2 separate regions of the Zea mays genome follow, and region 1 is linked to region 2. The links are chromatin contacts, called in public Hi-C maps. All regions are on one chromosome and are shown on one strand. The core of a region is the stretch at or near the end of the contact, and the rest is flanking DNA. Distances in the headings are between cores, read along the strand shown.

Region 1 (3,001 bases), core at 323-2,822, 230 kb before region 2:
GACATAAAATAAAGAAAATATGTCCAGTAACATAGAAAAATAAAACTTAGGTGATAGAACTGCGTACAAGAAGCCAAAAGAAAACAGACCTAGAGAAACTAAGAGCAGACAACTGATCTTGGACAGCCTCATTAGCCTGCTGCCCAGCTGAAAACAGCAAACCCCCAAACCAATCTCCAATACCAAGGTCAGCCAAGACGAGTCCTGATGATCCGTGCTGATAAGAAACGAGCCGTTTGAAGGAATTAACGAGAAATCAATTAATAATTGTAGCAACGGTCTAAGATATTCTTACATTATTCATATTTCTGCAAATAGAAGCAAGAAAGAAACAAGAAGTACGAGTTGGCTGCATTACATGTGTACGTGTTTGCTCGTTACTATAATTGGCAGAATATGGATAGCTCTAATTGGCAGAATTACCCACGCTGTAAACACAACCTGACACATCAACTAGGCATGGTCTTTATAAAAAAACATGGGTAACGCCGCTCCATAAGGCATGCTGAAAAGCGAAAGGGGACTAATTTTGAAAGCAAGCACATTTTTTTGTTTGTGTGAGGAAAGCACATGATATTTTCCTCACCAGGGCCAAGGGGTCCCATAGCTCGGCAGCATTTGCGGCGCCAGTGGCAACCAGACTCCACACTGCAATCCACCGGACAGCACACTCATGTCAGTCACAGCTCACAGGCATTCCGTCGAACAGACAACACGCGCCAGCAAACATTTCAAGAACACGGGAGAAGATCGGAGCTACCGGCCACGGAAGCCAGAGGGATGGGGCGCGAGCGCCTCGCCGGCGTCGCAGCTGCCTCCGGTTTGGCAACTCCGCGAACAGCTACCACTACATGGTAAAACAGAAACATGAAAAATCAGCAAGCAGGGGCAGGTGGAATCAGTTAAACTGCGAGGCGGGCGGACGAGCGCGACAGATGCGCGCGTACCAGGGGAGGAAGACGGATCCGAACTAGTCACAGCATAATACGCGTGATGTTTGAATTGCATTACCATGACTGCTAGTATGATACTGACCCTGCAGCGCTTCCTCCAACATGCCTGCGTTGCGGGTGTCGACCTGGACGAACTCAGGCTGGCCCCCAAGCTTGGCTGCAATGGACTCGCCTTTCTCCCTGTCAAAGCAAAATCGGCCAGCGCCTGTCAGTAAGTAGCATCGGTTCAGCCTGAAGAAAAAAGGCTACTCTCCTGCCGGTCCTACCGGTTCCTGCCACCGACGAGGATGCCGAGCTTGGGGCAGAGTTTGGAGAGTGCGGTGGCCGTGGATCCTCCGACACGGCCAGTGCCGCCGAGCACGCGCACACGGCCGGTCCTCGAGGGCTTGCTCCTCCGCTGGGCCTGACCGGCGTCCCTGGAGCCGGAGGGTGCCGGCGCGGCCGCGGCGGCGGGAGCGGGAGGCGCGCATGCTCTGACGACGATGCCCATGGCGCCCATCCCGGTATGGTGCCGCGGCGCGCGCGCGGTGGGCGGGGCTTATCGGCTAGCGCCTAGGCCACTCTGACTCTGACCGCAGAACGAGTGCCGCGCCACTACCGCGAGGACGTGTCCGATGTGTCGCCGTTGGCAACCGTTGGCCAGCCTGGCGTTAGTTAAAAAAAAAGTTAGATTATAACGCTGTTTGGAACCACTAGAGTTAATCGTTAACTAGAAAAGATCAACTTCAAAAGTTTAGTTAAAAATTGTTCCTCAAAGAGCCAAAATATCTTATTAGGGCTGTTAGAAAAAAAATCCCCAAAAACTGTAACCCACACCAGAACGCTAAAACTTGTCCATAATAATTATTAAAACTGAAACCATGTGCTATACACGCTAGATGGCCGTGCTCTTGTGGCCCTCGTTCTTTTGAAAATGACACAATTGTTGTTAGTTATCTCTCATTGATCTTTACCATTGCCTCCCGCGCCCCTCCCACTTTGCAGCTTAAACAGGAAACAATTGAAGCAGGAAACAAACTGAAGGACGACACTAAATTGAATAGTTGTTGTACATTAACTCGAACTAAAACTAACTGAAAACCAAAGTTAAGGGCTAGTTTGAAAACTTCATTTTTTTGAAGAATTTCTATTTTCTAAGGAAAAATAAACTAATTTTCCTTTGAAAAATAAAAATCCCTTGAAAAAAATAAAATTCTCTAACTGATCCTAACTGAAACATCACCTTTACCAAGACCATCAGTGATATACCATGATATAGCTGAAAACCAGCCACAACAAAAGACCTTGAGTGACACACTGAACCTACAGTCACACAACACAAGACCTTGAGTGATGTAGTTGTTGGGCGCCATATTAGTCGGACGGACGGTCCGCACTGGTGGTCCGGACGGTCCGCGCGCGCGGAGCCAATTAGGGTTCCGAGTTTCTTGCTATGATTGTTGGCTAGATTCGCGGAATTAACTCATGAGATTTGTTTGTAACGGGTCCAGCCCCCCTCCTTTATAAATACAGAGGAATACAACCGATTAAAGATCAACAATTGAACCTGTTGGGGCCCTTCGTCTTCCGAATGTCCTCAAAAACACGACTAACATATTTTCCAAGTATAATACATTCACAGGGACCTTCGGCCTTGGGATGAAGTTGTATATGATATGAAAAGCGTGGTCCGAAAGAAGGATGAACCAGTTCCGAAGCTATGCGTGGAGAAGCTTCGACTTAACTTTGGAAAATGAAACCGACTTAAAGAGGAAAATGCCATCTAGTCCTCGATAGATTGTCCTTAAGTCAATAGTAAATATCAAGGGCATGGATGTAATTTTACACAGACTGCGTCATGTGCCTATAAATAGATGAACAGTAACACTGTACTGTTCGCGCTGTCTTGTATTCGTTCGCACGTCACTCTTGAGCTCGTACCATTTGTCAAGCCGAAGGTACAAATGTAATTTATTGTTATTAATGTTTGTCCATGATGAGATAATGAGAATGTGAATAATTTACCGATTCAATATGATTGTTCATGTCATTTTCCATGTTTCATATGC
Region 2 (3,133 bases), core at 315-2,814:
GAGCCCTGGGGTCGGGCGAAGCGGAGTTCGTCGTCTTCCGGGGCTGAGCCCGAGTCCGAGCCCTGGGGTCGGGCGAAGCGGAGTTTCCTATGGCGCCTGAGGGCGGACTTGGCTGGTGTCAGCCTCACTCTGTCGAGTGGCACAACAGTCAGAGCAGCGCAGGCGGCGCTGTCCTCTTGTCAGGCCGGTCAGTGGAGCGGCGAAGTGACTACGGTCACTTCGGCTCTGTCAACTGGAGGGCGCGCGTCAGGATAAAGGTGTCAGGCCACCTTTGCATTAAATGCCCCTGCGATTTGGTCGGTTGGCGTGGCGACTTGGCCAAGGTTGCTTCTTGGTGAAGACTGGGCCTCGGGCGAGCCGAAGGTGTGTCCGTTGCTGGAGGGGGTCCTCGGGCGAGACGTAGATCCTCCGGGGTCGGCTGCCCTTGCCCAAGGCTGGGCTCGGGCGAGGCGTGATCGCGTCCCTCGAATGGACCGATCCCTGACTTAGTCGCACCCATCAGGCCTTTGCAGCTTTGTGCTGATGGGGTTACCAGCTGAGATTTAGGAGTCTTGAGGGTACCCCTAATTATGGTCCCCGACACACGGCTTGTGGGTAAAGTTGTACCACCTCTGCAGAGTGTAAACCGATATATCAGCCGTGCTCACGGTTATGAGCAGCCTCGACTCCTCACATGATAATTGAACTTGAAGATGGAAATAAATCGAGATCCGATGACCTGCCAATGGTTTTGCTTAAGTGGTTTCACTTAAGTGTTTTTTATATACTCTTATACCTTTGTTTAATGGGAATTCTTGGGATTCACACTTATTAGTAAGACATGTGTTATTAATAAAATGTTGACCAACTAAAATGCTTACTGCTCAACCTTAGCCTCATCTTGTTACCTTGCATTAGTTTTTCCCCCACTTGCTGAGCCCCGACCATAAGTGAGCTCACCCTTGCTTAATTTTGATCAGAAGTTTGCAGATGAAGTTATGATGCTAAGCTCCATGGATGCTAGTCTAGTGATACCCCCGGTCATCTTCCTGTGGATGGATGTCCATGTTTCGCTGTACTTTGATGAATAAAGGTTAAGACATTATGTCTGTTCGAAGTGTAATATGTTAATATAATCTTTATTTACGCTTTTATGCATTGTTCTTTTGATATATTACACTTGTGACGTCAACATATGTGCGGAAATAGATCCTGGCACACATATAGTATGCACCCGGCTCTGCCCCTTTGGAAACGGGTGTGACACATGTTCATCAATTATTCTATAAATGATATGCATATAGTTTCGTTTTGCTAGAATATGGTAGCTCGTTTAGCTCGCGAGCTGGCTCGTTAACGAACCGAGCTGGCTCGTTAACGATCCGAGCTAGAATGTCAGGTCAGCTCGTGAAAAAATTCAAACGAGCCGATCCAAGCCGAGCTAACCATGAACCGAGCAAGCTAGCGAGCCACGAGTATTTCATCGAGACCTAGCCTAAACTAGCCTCATATATGTAGCAATGCGAGTACGTTGCAATTCGTGCGTTCCAGAGTGTTCTCTACATTTTTTAAAGGAACAGTACCCGCAGTGTAACAACTAACAAAGCTTCATTAATTTTTTTAATAAATCTTCCGAGGCGTCCAGCGTCCTCCCGGCGACGACGCTTCCCGAGCTCTCTCCTTCCCGCGACCCTCTCCTCTGCCCCGCTCCACTAGGGTTTTGCCGCAGACCTCTCGCTCGCTTCCGGTTCCGCGAGGCAACCGTCCGACCGGTCGGAATGGTGGATGTGGAGGAGACCGGGAACAAGTTGCAATCGCAGATGCGCCTCCACGCGGAGCCGGAGGACGACGCCGCCGACCTCCCCCTCCCGGCCCTCTTCGATAGGGCGTCGCGGCTCCACGCCCTGGCCTCCAGCTCCGCTCTCGACCAGGTGCCTCCCTCCTCTCTCTTCTGGGAACTGGGGTCGTCTCGCCCTTCTTCCGCTCACCCAGAGATTGAGATCGGGTGAGCGGTGCTTACGCGCTTGGTTTTTTTTTCCGCCGCGCAGGATGGGATCCGCACGGGGGTTGACCTGCTGCGGCGCTGCGACGACATGGTCAGCAAGCTCGGCCTCTTCTCCCCCAACGAGACCAAGGAGGACGTCTCCACAGCAAACCTCAAGTACCTACTGGTATGTCCGTCCCCCTCCCCCTTCAATCTGCTCTGCTCTCCGTACTAGTCCGTGAAACAGGTCGTGATGGTACTAGACGCCTGGTCAGTTTTATTCAGTTGTCAGGACAATTGGAAATCACGCCTGGTCACTTTTATTCAGTTGCGAGTACAATTGCAAATCACAACAGTGCTAGAAAACTTAAGACTTGTTCCAGTGGTTCACATGTTTGATTTTCTTCTGTACACCTCTGATATTTGTTTGCATTTGTAGGTCCCATATTACCTTGCAGAAATGACCGAAAAGATAGCACAGGAGGATCGGATCCCGGTTCTTAAGACGTCACAGGACCATCTGAAGGTTATCAATTTGCCCTGTCACATTGTTTCACTAGGTGTAGCTTTTTAATTCGTTCATAACGAGGGGTCTCTAGCATGGTACTCTGTCATCACGTTACCTCCTTTTTCACCCCACAGGAGTTCATTGCTCTATGTGAAGTACTAGAGCTTATCCCAGAGGATGAGCTAGAATTGTCTAGGCAGAAGCAGCCAGATACTATGACAAACAGAAGAGCGCAGAAGGTGAGACTGAATTACTTCCCATTTAATCTCTCAAGGTATTAATCAGTCAGTCAGTTTCTACTCTGTAATTGGAACACAGTAATATGGGACATGGTTCTCTTGTTGTGCTGAATCTATGACGCACAAGCTGATTTTACTTGTAAGATGTTTAAGGTGGGTCGGTTTTCTGTAGTTCACTATTTATTGTTTATTTTTCAAGGTTGCCCGGTTCAAACGTCAAAAGGCTGCAGAAACGAAGCTCCAAGAGATCAGAGAGAGAAAAGAAAGGCGTGGACGCTCATTGAGAGCAGCTGCTTTGTCTGCCCCAATTGAAGCTGGAGAGGAAGATGACCTGGAGAATGATGGGGAGGAAGAAAGAGAGGTTAGCATCCCGAATCTGGAAGCTGTTTTCATGATATGTTAGATTTTTAAATTTCAGCATAT

What was found. A called contact is a pair of places that touch in the nucleus more often than the background predicts.
Region 1: a Hi-C map of ear shows a contact between it and region 2, with 1.9 times the contacts expected there. The contact joins the promoter of LOC103647117 here to the promoter of LOC100284627 in region 2. A contact is called at or near these places in 4 of 25 Hi-C or Micro-C datasets (ear, endosperm, leaf and 1 more).

What each region holds. Positions count from the first base shown.
Region 1 is chr2:151,624,491-151,627,491 of Zm-B73-REFERENCE-NAM-5.0, reverse strand. It overlaps LOC103647117 (cytochrome c-type biogenesis ccda-like chloroplastic protein 2), which reads right to left and starts at 1,572. Exons shown (of 13, transcript XM_035965363.1): 1 at 1,220-1,572; 2 at 1,036-1,133; 3 at 761-847; 4 at 587-648; 5 at 90-217. The coding sequence starts at 1,452.
Region 2 is chr2:151,395,339-151,398,471 of Zm-B73-REFERENCE-NAM-5.0, reverse strand. It overlaps LOC100284627 (PP2A regulatory subunit TAP46), which reads left to right and starts at 1,564. Exons shown (of 9, transcript NM_001157522.3): 1 at 1,564-1,910; 2 at 2,028-2,150; 3 at 2,403-2,489; 4 at 2,606-2,710; 5 at 2,910-3,071. The coding sequence starts at 1,758.